Linked DNA regions of Sus scrofa: region 1 is linked to region 2. Evidence: chromatin contacts called from public HiChIP or PLAC-seq data. All regions are on one chromosome and are shown on one strand. Each heading gives the region's core, a stretch centred on a gene start, on an enhancer-like site or on the middle of the called end of the contact. The rest is flanking DNA. Distances are from core to core; before and after follow the strand shown.

Region 1 (6,598 bases), core at 3,158-5,657, 210 kb before region 2:
GTTGGTTCCTTGAAAATAACTATGATCTCAATGGTCAGGAATGGATATGATCAGGGTTTTTCAGCTATCTGAAGAGTCTCATTAACTGATGCCTCACCCTTAGCTGAATTTACAATTTTCAGAGCTGGAAGCCATGTAATTCACAAAACACTAAAATAATATAGAACAGTTTTAAAGCTGATTTACTAGTATAGTCTTTCAGGATCATGTAACACTTTCAAGTCAGGATTACAAACTGCAATTATCCCTAGGCAGTAGTAACTATGAAAGATTCAGCAGATTCAGATATATTAATAATGAATCTGGAAGTTACCTCTTTAAAATTCTAATAAAAGAAATTAGCTGTAAGTTTATGGATGAAATCCTGATAAATGAACACTTACTTGAGTTGGAATTTTCACTGTATCATATAAAATTGGAAAGTTGTTGAAATTCCCTATACCAAATGAATTCTAAAATGCAACAAATTTAAATTAAATCCACTAATGAAAAAACTATTTGATGATATGCCACCAAAAGAATCTTTTCTGCTGTTTGTTTCAATCTTAAACACATTTTTCCCAATGCATAAATAGATCTAGGGTATTTTATATTTTACACTTGAATTTTACTCTTTGGTAGTAAAGTGATAATTTTAATTCTTCAGATTAACTGTGCTACATAAGGACATGTGAATGATGGTTTGGCTATATTATTTACCTGACACTTATGAAGACATTTGAAAAGAATCACTCAATGAACATGTAAATGTGGATATTGGAGGTAATTTTAACCCAACTCCCCATCAGTGAGTTTTTCATATTGCCTCCTACTTATATTCCTTTATTGCACTGAAATAATCAACAAGCTCTGACTGCCTTTTCAGCAATTTCTATAAGAATATATTTCAACCAAATAAGAAAATGGCATTTAAAGTTTTTGTCTATTAGTTTTTACTATGATACACAGGGCATTTTTTAAAAACAACTTGTTTGGTTTTGAGCTACAGCTAATTCCATATTTAAATTCCATTTAAGAGCTGAATCTAAGCACTTTGTGGTATAGAAGAAAGAAAAGTGAACTACAAGATCTTAAAAGCAGTATGATTCAGTTAAACGTGAAAAGATTTGCAAGTCAGAAAGTTCTAGTTGCAATCTACAATATGGTAACTGACCACTAGCCACAAGTAGCAGTTTAAAATAATTAAAAGTAAATAAAATTTAGAATGCAGTTCTTTAGTCAAACCAGCCACGTTTTAAATGGCACAACAGCTACACGTGTCTGGTGGCTGCCACACTGGACAGCACAGAGACAGAACCATTTACATCACCTAAGAAAATTCTATGTGACGTTATACAAGTTACTAAATTTCTGTGAACCTGTGAACCTCCATGCCTTCTCTGTAAAATGTCCTTAACATCAACTAAACTGAAAGACTATTAGAATTTTAATGACATAATATACTAAAAAACACAATACATGCTACTTAGTAAGCACTAGATTCCAAGACAGAGTAGATATTTACACAGTCCTCTAATGAATTTTAATCTATGATTGCAACACCAAATGGTCACTTCCCCTCCCTAGGCCTCATTTTCCTAAAACTGAAGTTGGGAAGGTCTCAGGTTTTAAATTCTAAGGATGATATCAAATTCTACCCGTTAAATGAAGTGTTAAGCAAAAGGGGCACAAACTCCTACAGAGTAAACTACTACCTAGGCTCCTAGAGCTAGCTTCCGAACAGATCCCAAGCATTCTTCCAGAAACCCCAGAAGACTAGCTCTCCAGTATAGTCCATGGTCTGATGTGAGCTATTTATAAAGTCTGTCTTAAAAGGTTACTGGAATATCTTTCTGAAATTGTATATACTGTAATTAGAAGCTACAACCTCCTATTCCATGATGATATCTTGCAGTTTTAAGATCTCTCTTTTAAAATGAACACTATCTTTACGTAGAATTTTTTTCTCTTAGAAGTATTTAAACCAAAACATTTTAAAAGCATATACGAATTTAAGTACCATTTGTTAGTGACTTCTCATACCAGCTATGCCTCATTCTTGGCCAGCTTGTGGATGACCCTCTAGGGTCTAAACAATGTGAGGATTATAACCTTACAGGTAAGGTCCCCTTGCAGGACCAGGACCAGAAACATGCCCAAAGACTTTACCCTGGCTAACAGCTGCTCCTCGGGAGCCAGGAAATTTACTGAACGCTTATTCCACCAAGGCCGCCTCCAATCAGGGGGAACCAAGAGCCCCTATACAAGGCAGAAAACCACGGGCTGTTCTTGGCTGTGGCTGCGGACATCTTCCCTCGGGCGCTGTCTAGGGCCCCAGAGTCACAGCTCTAACTTGAGAGAGAAGAGCAACTCAGGCAGTAGAAATCAGAACAGTGGTGCCTTTTTTTTTTTTTTTCCCCCCCAGAGCGTGCATTTTTGCCCAAGGCCTGAAGCCTCAAAAAAAAAAAAAGTGTTATTCCAGAGCAGATTCCTTTTCTTCCGGGTCTGTCTGCTCCCTCTCTTTACCCACAACCACTGTGCCTCCCCTTTTCCCAATGCCCCACCTCTCTCCAGTTTAAAAAAAAAAAGAGGGGTGGGGGTGATATATTCCCTCTTCCTTAGCTTTCCCTAGCAGGGCCTGGAAGCTGGAGGAAATTCAAATCAAATTAACTGCACATTAAAAAATAAACAGACAAGCCATCAGGGGGGTGCCCACCCAACAAAAGACTTCGCCCGTTCCAAAATATGATTAAGCCTGTGTGGAAGAGAGGGAGGGAGATTAGAAACTAACAGGGATGGAGAGAGAAACGCGTGGATCTGGGGCCCCAGCGTCGGCCCATCGCAGCCAAATTCCAAATTTTGTTTCAAGAACTTGCTGGACTGAAGAGAACAGAAATTAAAGTTTTTCCTTTCAAGAAAGTCCGCAAACGGTAATGTCTGGATAAACTGCCATTGCTTTCCCTCCGTCAGGAACAGCAGAGTAGGTGGTGAGGTTCGAAAAGCTCCAACCCCAACCGCGCACTCCTGGAAGCCTCCCGCCAACGGCGCCGCCAGGCAGCCCAGCCCCGTCTCCAGGGACACTGGGCCCGGGTGCTCCGGATCCCACCGGGCGCCCAGACCGGACCTTTGGGAAACTTCGCGGGCATAGCCGGAGGCCCCACTTTCGCCCAGAATGACAGGCCCTTCCCACGCCGGCAGGCCCCCGCCGCGCCGAGAGCACCAGACGGTCCGCGCACCCCTCCCGGCCGCCTCGGGGCGCGGATTCCTCCCGCCCGCCCCACCCCCGGCCCGGGCGCCCCTTGGGGTGACCCACTGACCGGAGCTACGCTGGCCCACACACCGGGTCGCCCGCTCCTTCCCGCCGTGCCCCACTCCCCCGCCCGAGCTTCCAGCCTCTAGGCTCGCCGAGTCCAGCCGCGGCCGCCGGTTACCGCCCCCAGCCCGGGGGGAGCCCGGGGGGCAGGACGGGGAGGGAGGACGTGGCGCGCACTGAGGTGGCCAGCGGCTAGGCGGGGAGTGTCCCGGGGAGGCCTGGCCTGGGCGGGGGGCCGGTGCGGGCTCGGGACCCTCCCTGTGTGCATCCAAGGGTCGGAGGTCCTGGCCCGCCCCGCCTGGCGCAGAGAGGCGGCCCCAACTTCTAGCCCCTCTTTGCACGCCCGCCCTCCTCCCTTTACCATATGGAAATCTACAGCCTCAGAAAGTGACACGTCGAAGATTCCTCGGCCTCTCCGCCCGCCCTCCCCCTCCTGGGCAGCGTTCCTGCCGCGGAGATTCCGGGAGGGGGAGCGGATTCCTCGGACAAAATCTGCTGGGAAGGCTGGGGAGGGCGAGGGGGGGAGGGAAAGCCCGGGAGCCACTGCCCAGATATTTTTTCCCCGATCAAGAAGAATCTACCCGTTTCTTTCCTTCCTCCAAGCCTTCACCAGCTGGGGGGACGAGCGGGGACCCGGAGCCCAGTAAGACGCGGCCCCAAAGGGGAGGCCGACCCCCTCCTGGGCCCCGTGTTCCCGGGGTGCCCAGAGGAGCGCGGGGCGCTCAGGCACTCTGGCGCCAAGTTTTCTCGGGAAGTCTGGCGCGCCCGGAGCGCTCCGGGACAGGCAAGCACTTTGGCGGACTCAGCGTCCGGCTGGGGCTTTCCAGCGCGCTGGGACCCCAGCGGCTGAGACGCGGGGTCCGGATCCCCTCCAGTCTCCTGCTCCTGCACGCCTTACCTTCCCTCGGGCTGAAACGCGGGGCTCCGGGCGCGCCACACACCGGGTCTACCACGCCTTCCCAGCCGCCAGCCCCGAGGATCCCTGCCGCCCCTTTGCTGCTCCCGCCGCCGCCGCCGCCACCGCTCTCCTCCGCCTCCGGCCGCAGCCGCCGCTCAAATAACTACCAGGAGGGTTAGATGGGGGATTCCGCCATGTCAATGATGTCGGGACCACATGGGGATTTGAGGCCCGCCCACTGCCGTAATCTGCCGAGTATAACCGCCGTTTTAAGTAAAGATTCGCAGGAACTATGGGATCCTCCTTCCCCACTAGGCCTGCATAACTATCCTAAAACTCTTTTTGGTTCAGCCAGAATAACGTAAAGGCTTAGGGAACGAGCAACTCCTGAAAGGCGAAGACTTCATGTTCTGCAAATGATTGCAACATCAATATAAATGCAGTGTCTGCTAAGTAATAATCAGAGTTGAGACTGACATTTTTTCATGTATTAACTTTTTTAAAAATCCCCACAACCTTGTGAGCTATTTTGTCACCTCCCTTCTCTGTTTCCCATAGAACTTTGTTCATATGGTTTATACAGCGTGAACAGATTATATCAAAGTTCAGTACCCAATATGCGCTCACAAGAGCAGAGACTCTTTATTCATATCTGTATTTCTGTATCAAACATAGAACAACGCGAAGGCCACAACAGCTTTCATTAAGTAATTGCTAAGTTTATATTAAGTCAAATGTCATGTCTCAGAAATTCCTGCCCTGGCTCAGTGGAAACTAATCTGGTTAGCATCTATGAGAAGGCAGGTTCCATCCCTGGCCTCGCTTAGTGGGTTAAGGATCTGGCAACGCGGTGAACATGATGTAAGTTGCCGACATGGCTCAGATCTGGCGTTGCCGTCGCAGAGGCGGGCAGCTACAGCTTCGATTCACCCCTAGCCTGGGAACCTCCATAGGCTGCAGGTGCGGCCCGAAGAAAGAAAAAAGAACAAAAAAAGTCATGTATCCTGTCGTACAGACTCAAAATGGTTATCAGACTGCATCCCATCCCACCTTTCAAATTATCCAGGGAAACAAGTAGAAGTTATCCCAGAGAGGCCACCTTCCTTTTTAGCTTCCCAGGTATTCGAAATAATCACATTTAGCCTCAATTGTTAGCCTACAAAGCAGAAGTAGGTAGTAACCAGGAGGCAACCTATTACTCTCATTGACCTAAAAAATATATAACAACCATTTATCAAATAAAGTTATTGTACAAAGTACTGCATTAAAGCCAGAAGAATATAAAAGAATACTGAGAAATAGCTCCTTTCCCTGTGGAATTTGCAATTCTTTTTTGGAGATGAGGGGGATAATGGCAAATCCAGACAAGTGGGGTCCTCCCTGGCTTATAAATCCTAACCAGCTTCTTTCCCCAAATATTCGCAAAGGGTGTCTTGAAGCCATCTTTCTAGAACATGGTTCCAATCCTAGGTCATAGTTCTGCATTGGAAGAGTTGTGGGGAAGCAGAGGTTCTCCAGCTCCTGCCTCAGTGTCTCACTTGTTCCTGAGCCCTGGCCTCCAATCCAGCTGAATTCATATATTTTAATCACCTCTGCCCCTCTGTCTGAAGCATACTTTTTCCTCTAGCCTCTCTGAAGATCATTTCCTCATCTTTGATCACTCCCTCCCTTCCTGTAGCCTCACAGCTCTTTTCCCCACAATCTCAAAATTCTTTTCAGTTCTCACATTGCTCTAAAGTTAGTATGTATCTCTTCCACTTGACTGGATCTCGTTCATTTTTGTATATCCAGCATCATCCTAGCATTGTGCTTTGAATATAGTGACCCCCTTATAAATGTTGTTGAATAAATTAATTCTAAAGTATGTAGAAGAACCTGAATTACTAGGTAAAAGGAAAAACTTCAGAGGGTAGAAGTTTGAATTCAAGTATAGAGATACATGCTTGGCCAAGGAGGTAAAAGTAGACAAGAGAAATTCAGAAGACAGAATTAGATCTCCCAATTTCTTCCACTAGGCCAAATTAGTTCTATGAAGAATCGATGATACAAAATGCCTTAAAATTTAAAATGTATGTTCGTAGGTATATAACCTCAGTATGTCATTTGTCTTCTTACCCTAATATCTAGCATCAGTTTTGACAGAGAATAGAAACACATTAAATGTTTCCAAAATGAGAGGAAGTATGGTGTAGTGGGAAAAGCAAGGAAATTATAATTACACAAAAGCCAGTAACATTGGGCGAGTTTTTTAAGTTCTCTGAGCCTGGGTCATTTACTTTTTAAGTGGTGATACTGACTTCCTGCTAGGTTGTTGTGAGAAGTAAAACACTCAAGCACCTGATACTCAATAAATAAATACTGGTTCCTCCTTGAATAAATGGATGAATGGATGAAGACGCCTTTCCTGG
Region 2 (7,009 bases), core at 4,302-6,801:
TTCTATATGTAAGTATATCAAACTATACTATTTCTAGTATAACAACTTTCTAAATGTAAACTGAACTAGGAAAGTAAAAAATCAAATAAATGTGTATAGAAATATTTCACTTAGAAAATGCAAAGAATATTAATGTGTAATAGAGTCTGAATCTAGATGCTTTTGAGACTATAGGTATAATATCTGATTTCAACTGGCACTCAATTTCTGATGCAAAAAAGTTGAATTCGCTGTATGTTTATTTTGGCAAAGGCTGAGTCAAAACTTGATGGGAAAGAAATTTGCCTTTAATTTTGAAATGGGAATATGTGTGGTACAGGAACTGGTCTGAGGGCAGTAGAACTGAGTGCTACACAACAAAATTGCCATCACTCAAACTTACATTTCATAAACATTTGCCCAGATGAAAAGTAAAAATGCAACAGTAATGCCTTCACTTATTCATCTCCCCATGAACTTTACATGGTCAGGGAATGATTAATGCCTTGACAAGACGAGTAAGGTTCATCCTAAATATCTGTTTTCTTGAATTTTTTTTTTTGCTTTTTAGGTCCGCACCTGCAGCATATGGAGGTTCCCAGGCTAGGGGTTAAATTGGAGCTACAGCTATCAGCCTACACCACAATCACAGCAACAGCAACAAGGATCCCAGCCTCATCTGCAACCTACACGACAGCTCAAGGCAATGCCAGATCATTAGCCCACTGAGCGCGGCCAGGGATGGAACCCACAACCTCATGTTTCCTAGTAGGATTCGTTTCTGCTGTGCCACAATAGGAACTCCATTTTCCTGAATACTGATTTCTTTCCCATCTACACCAAGATGCAGAATCCGACCCCTTCCAACACTTCCATGACTCTCACTCTAGTCAATCCTTCCTTGAACTGTTGCTTGGTCTCTTGGATTCTACCTTCACTGCCCCCTCCCCCGCCCCCGCCGCCCCAGTGTGGTCCTTCTAAAGCAAAAGTCAGAATGTGTCACTCTTCTGCCTTGAGCTTTCAATATCAATTAACTTCATTTTTTAATGATTTTTATTTTTTTGTGTTATAGTTGATTTATACTGTTTGTCAATTTCTACTGTACGGTCAATTAACTTTAAATTCAAACTCCTCTTCTTAGCCTGCCACCCCCACCCCCACTCCCTCCCCCACTCCATTTTTCTATTACTTTACTCCTTGTTCACACCACTCTATTCACCTTTGCCTCCTTACTCTTCACTGGAAATACCAAATGCATTTCTAATCCACTTATAATCCATGGCCTTTGTACTACCTAGTCCCTCTGTCCAGATGCTCTTCCTCCAGACATCTGCAAACCTTGCTCCTTTTCTTGTTGTTCCAGTGTCACCTTATCAGAGAGGACTTCTCTGTCAACCTCTCTCAACCTCACCCTGGAAGCCCCTGTCTTTCCCTTTAACTTGATTTATATTTTTTTATAGTACTCATCTCCTACATATCTCAGTCTATCCTCCTACAGAAAGCAGAGGCTTCATCTGTTTTATTCAGGTAGTATCCTCTTTTAAACTTAGCATTGTAAAAACCCACTATATTGCAGCTACTAAAACATTTACGTGCAACATAGGGGGGTTTTATAATGTACGAATGAATGAAAACTCATAGTTGGTGTTAGTTTAAAAGTTAAAAACACCTAGATGTGTTTGTAGAAAATATATTAGCTTTGAAAAAAAAGTTAGTTTTTCTTTATGATGGGTTCCTAGAGCATTACTTCCTTGAGATCATTTTTTTTTTTACCTTGCAAATTACGGATTTTTTTGCAACTGATTATAGTTGCTTTGACAGTTACCTTAATATGATTCTGGCAACCAACTGACACAACTATATTAGTCTAAACAAATATTCACTCTTTTACATGATTTTGCATTTTTTCTCATTTAATAATTATGCTACTTTGTATAAGTGAACACATTCATGAAAATGAGTACAATTTTAAAAGCTGCATAAACATCAAAGATATAAGGATATTTTAATCAAGTTTTTAGATTGACTTAATGACTGTTAGGGCAGTTGGATCATTTTGGGCTTTGAGATATGAAAACACTTCAAAGGGACTGGCTGAGACTAACTGAGAAGATTATCTCTGGTGTTTTGGTTGGGGCCGTAGGCATCAGTGTGGCCTCTTTTTAAAAAGTCACCTGGTACCCCACACACTGACCGCTGCTGGGAGAAATTCTGAAATATATGAACGGTCCACAGGAAGCTAAAGTGAAGATCTAGAGTCACTAAGCTTCTGTACACCTTGGCAATATCCACTCTGCTCCTCATTCTCTCTTGAAGGTTCTGGTCCTAACCACTGTCATTTTTTTTTTTTTTTTTAATTTTAAGCCTCTATAATCACACTGTTCTCATCTTTCATTCTGTCACTGTTATGATGGCTAAAGTAATTTATGATGGCAGGTGACCGAGGATAAAATATCCTGCTTCCTACTCTGTGTTTCCTGAGTAACATGTTAATGATGAACCAATGAAGCCACTAATCAGGGGACAATTAGGTGGATGGTATGAGACAGAAGTCACACAGGTTATGTTTGAGAGGGTTATCAGGAGACAAGAAATGAATGTAGATCCTTGCTCTGAAGGAAAAGGCCCCTAGGGGCTCAAAGACTCAAGACAAGGCTGAGAGACAAGACTGGAAACAGCGGATACGAAGGAAGTTCCAGAGGGTTAAAAACAAATCAGGAAATGGGAAACTGTCTCTAACTGGGTCACCGGGTCAGGGCCAAGCTGCTGCGACAGCTACTGCCTCTGCTCAGTGAGCCCAACCCCGAAGCTACCTGCTCCCTCCTTCCTTGGGATTCCCTCCACCTGGCCTACAGAGTAAATGGAGTTGGTGGTGGAAATAGAGAGGAAGGATCTGCCCTTTGCCTTGGAGACTGGTGCCTAAATCGCCTAAATTGCCCTCTTGTTGAGACTATACACATTTGGGGAGATGTAATTCTTCTTTATAAGAAAACAGAATTATCAGATATGACAATGAATCCTGGGCACCCAAAAATAATCCAGATGATTTGGACAGCAGGGTACATATAAAATATACCACAAAGTAAAATCTGGGGGAGCACACTGGCATGTAAATTTTATAGAGTATTCTATAAATAATATGTATATGTATAGATGAACAATATGCTTCTATTAAAAGCATCAGTGCAAATTAACGAGAAATAATATCACAGAAAAAAAAGCAATAGGTATGAATAGATCATTTTCAGTAAATTATAAATAATAAACATGAAAAATAGTGTTCATTATTGATTATTGGAGAAATGCTGATTAAAACACAGTATGATTTTGATCCATCACATTTTCAAATTATAAGCAAAATAATAATATTGGAAGGTATTTTTTCAGCATCTCAAAGAGCTTCAAAAATGTTTATAAATGTTGATCTAGTAGTAGTTCCTCTTTTAAGACTCTATTCTAAGAATTTAGAGTCCTCACCTCAAAATTCTAAATCTCAACAAAGATTGGTATCCACAGTGTTCATTTCAGAATGACTTAAAAATTTCCAAAAGGTCTGGAAACACCCTAAAAGCCATCAATAGATGAATAGATAAGTAAATAATTAGAACAATTAGCAAATAATAAATAGTAAATAATTCTTCAACCACTAAATTGAAAATTTTAGTGACAGCAAAAATACTCAATTTATAAATATTCAGTGAGATAAACAAGATTCTAAATTTTATAATGGGGTGTTAATTTTGAAACAAATGTTTATGCAGAGAAAACAAAAAGGAAATATTACAAAATGGTATTAGTGGTATGTGGTAGGATTATAGGTAATTTTAATAAAAAATTGCTTTCTATAATCTCCAAAACCTTGTATTTTTGTAAAACATAAATGTAAAAATTATAAAAATGGGCATATATTTACTTTTATACTAAGAAAAGATTAAAACTGAAGAGGATTTAGAATACCACTGGTCTGATAAAAATGTCAAATGTTTCCAAATGGATATACAAGAGGATTTCATAGTCATTTTTTCTTGACATCTCTGACAATATGCAAGATTTGGAAAAACAACCACTAACAATCAGCAAATCTCTCAGGAAAAATTACTTACAGAATGGTACTATATATAAAGCTTATCTTTGACAGTCCATAGCTTAAGTTTATCGTTAAACAACATATGGCATTTTCCTATTTTATTCCTCTAGTTCAGGGAAGCAGAAATTCTATTACTGTGAGTGCACTTAAATATTTTATTTCCAATTATAGTTAATAGAAAAACCTATTGCCAAATGTTTTCATGATGACACTTAGAACCTTGGGACGCAATATTATAGCCCACTGCTTCTCAATCAAAAGTGTTATAATTTCTAAATACAAGCTTGTAAGAGTGCATTGCTTGTATGTATAAAACTTATCAAATCATCTGTGACTAATAAAACTTGAGAAAGAAGGGGAGGAAAGGGTATTCAACCTTTCGGTAACATGCTTGTCTTATACTTGCCAAATTCCTCTTAGGCAATACTCTGTTCAGAGAGCCATGTGTTTAATTGTAAAAATCTGTCAGTCTCATAGGATTCAAAAGATATCAATCATTTTTGTCAACAAAGAAAAGAGTGAAGGCTATGTGACTCTTCTTAGGAAAAGATGTGCTCAAGAGGGAAAAAAATGCAGTCCAGGGAGGGCTGAGCAACTATAGGTTACAGGAAAACAAGAGTTCCAGACTATAATTTCATTCCTCCTCCTCTACTTTGGAGTCGAATATTATATTTTTCATTTCACATAGTTCCATGTGCTCAGTAAGATTATGCAACTCGGCCAGTCTCGGCCGTGCAATATCCACTAAATGTTTTATAGAGGCCATCAATATTAGCAGTTTGGGGTATGTGGAGGCCATAGCTTCCTTCGGCTTTGGCAGAATGGCAATGTTGTGTAATGAAGTTGGAGCTGGCCTATATTCAAAGCTATATTTCAAAAGGGCTGCTAGTCAAGCCACATGACAAGTGGTTCTTTTTTTCTTAGGACTTTATTCTAAGTGGCCATCAAAACTGCTGTATTACAACAGTTCCATGGGTGGAATGGGAATTTTCCATGTTTTACTCCTGATTTATTATTTTATACTAAGATTTCTGAATTATACCTTACTCGAGCTTTAAAGACATCAGGACACAAAGTTCAGTTTCCTGAGTTCTTGGTTGGGTGATCTTAGGCTGGTTACTTCACTTTTCTGCCTCAGTGTCCTTGCTTGTAAATTAGTGATACATCTACACCAGGGAGTTGGAAGAAAGCTTATAGATGACTTCGACAAAACTCCAACTCCTTAATTGTGTCACCTCAGGCAAGTTATTTCACTTTTTTTTTTTTTTTTAAATCTTAATCCCTACTTGTAAAATAGACCAATTGTGGTTACCAGCTACAATAGATTATGATTAGATACAAAGTTCCTACAGCAGTGCCTGGGCACTGGGCGGCTCAAGAGGACCCGATAATACAATAAAAATGCTAGCGAATATGCCCTCGGTTGACGCGGCTGGGTTATGAAACTTTGGGAGAAAAGAGAAACAGAAGCGGGGACCAGGAAAGAGGACCAGCTTCCGCGCCCTCCTGACCAGCGGGGCGACCAGCCTGCGCTGCGACTCTCCCGGACCGGCACCACCTCGCCCCACCCCTGCCAGGCCTGCGCGAATCCGGGCGGCGGCACAGCGCGGTCCCCAGTCAGGCCCTCCCTCCTTCCCTCCTCCCGCGCCTCCTGCGGTGCCAGCTGCGTCCGAGCCCCAAGAAACCGCCGCCGCCGTGCCGGTTCCTGCGGCCGCCCTCGCTCCACAGGTAGGAGCCGTGCCGTGGTCCGGGAGCCTGGATTCCCCCGCGCTCGCCCTCCGCCCCTCCTCCCGCCGGCCCCAGGCAGCTGGCTGCTCCCCGCCCAAGTTGGACGGGACCTTGGCAGTGGCGTTGGCGGCCGGCGCCAGCGCCGTGCGGCCTCGCAGGACCGGCTTCCCTAGCAGCCCCACGGGGTCTCCTGTGCAAGCCTTGGTCCCGGGTTCCTGCAGAGCGGACGCTGACAACTTCGGCGCGCACTTTTGTCAGGGCGAGCGGCTGCCTGGAGCGCAGAACCGTTCTGGCTCCAGGCCGAAGTTGGGGCGTGCTCTGCAGGATGCACCCACCCACCTCGCCGCCAGGGACCCCAGTGCCGTGTGTTGGATGCCTCTGTGTTACTTCGCGCGCCCGGGGTTAGCGTGCGCTGTGAAATGACCGGGATGGCGGGTGCGATGGGACTAGCATCCCAGACCAACCAGGAAGTGTTGCATTCCGAGGCTTAAAGCCCAGCCTGCCAGATGCACCGTCCTGGCGTGTGGCCACACAGCTGCTCGCGGGGGCGCCCACGAGATGATGACGCCAGGGTGGGGCTAGGGAAAGGAGGCAAGGAGCTGGGCGTGTGTAAAGAGATTTATTTTTCTCGCCCCATCTCAACGAATTTGTGGCTTAGGTCTGGGATCCAAGAGGGCGGTGCTCCAAGCCTCGGATAGGATTTTGTGACGCCCTTCGGAACTAACCCTTGTGGAATCAGCTCAGTACTACAGACACGCCTGTATTTGTTCCTTTTCCAAGTCTCAGATTATTGTCTTCTTTATTTCCTCTGTAAAGTAGTAAACGCAAGTAGATTTTTAAGGACGACAAGGGTTTCTACGTTTGCTTACCCATAGGTTTCTCCGCAGAATGAGGAATTCGCTAAACTTTACCTGCCGGGCCTGCCAATTAGTTTAGACCACCTTTTGAGTGCTTTCCCAGGGCTTTTGGGAGTCCAGGCACCTAGAGACCTTTGTGTTGGGTTTAATGGCTAGTTAATGGTAGTGCAATGAAAATGTAAGGCATGAAAAGAATCTACAGCTTGAGCTATGAACAGACACCACAATTACACACTGCCTATTTAAGAAAGAATTTCTTTCAGTATTCAATGTTTTATGATAACATATATAAAAGTGAATTGTACACAGGCTTTTAACTTGAATTTGCACTCAGCCTTTAAATGTCGTTTGGGGATCT

Evidence for each region. HiChIP or PLAC-seq counts read pairs in DNA pulled down with a chosen protein or histone mark.
Region 1: a contact with region 2 is called in an H3K27ac HiChIP or PLAC-seq map of alveolar macrophages. The contact joins the promoter of FNDC3B here to the promoter of PLD1 in region 2. A contact is called at or near these places in 2 of 47 Hi-C or Micro-C datasets (embryonic fibroblasts and skeletal muscle) and 2 of 2 datasets of contacts at active chromatin or transcription factors (alveolar macrophages and skeletal muscle).

What each region holds. Positions count from the first base shown.
Region 1 is chr13:110,585,273-110,591,870 of Sscrofa11.1, reverse strand. FNDC3B (fibronectin type III domain-containing protein 3B) reads right to left here and starts at 4,407. Exons shown (of 26, transcript XM_021069801.1): 1 at 4,191-4,407.
Region 2 is chr13:110,374,861-110,381,869 of Sscrofa11.1, reverse strand. It overlaps PLD1 (phospholipase D1), which reads left to right and starts at 5,551. Exons shown (of 27, transcript NM_001244589.1): 1 at 5,551-5,794.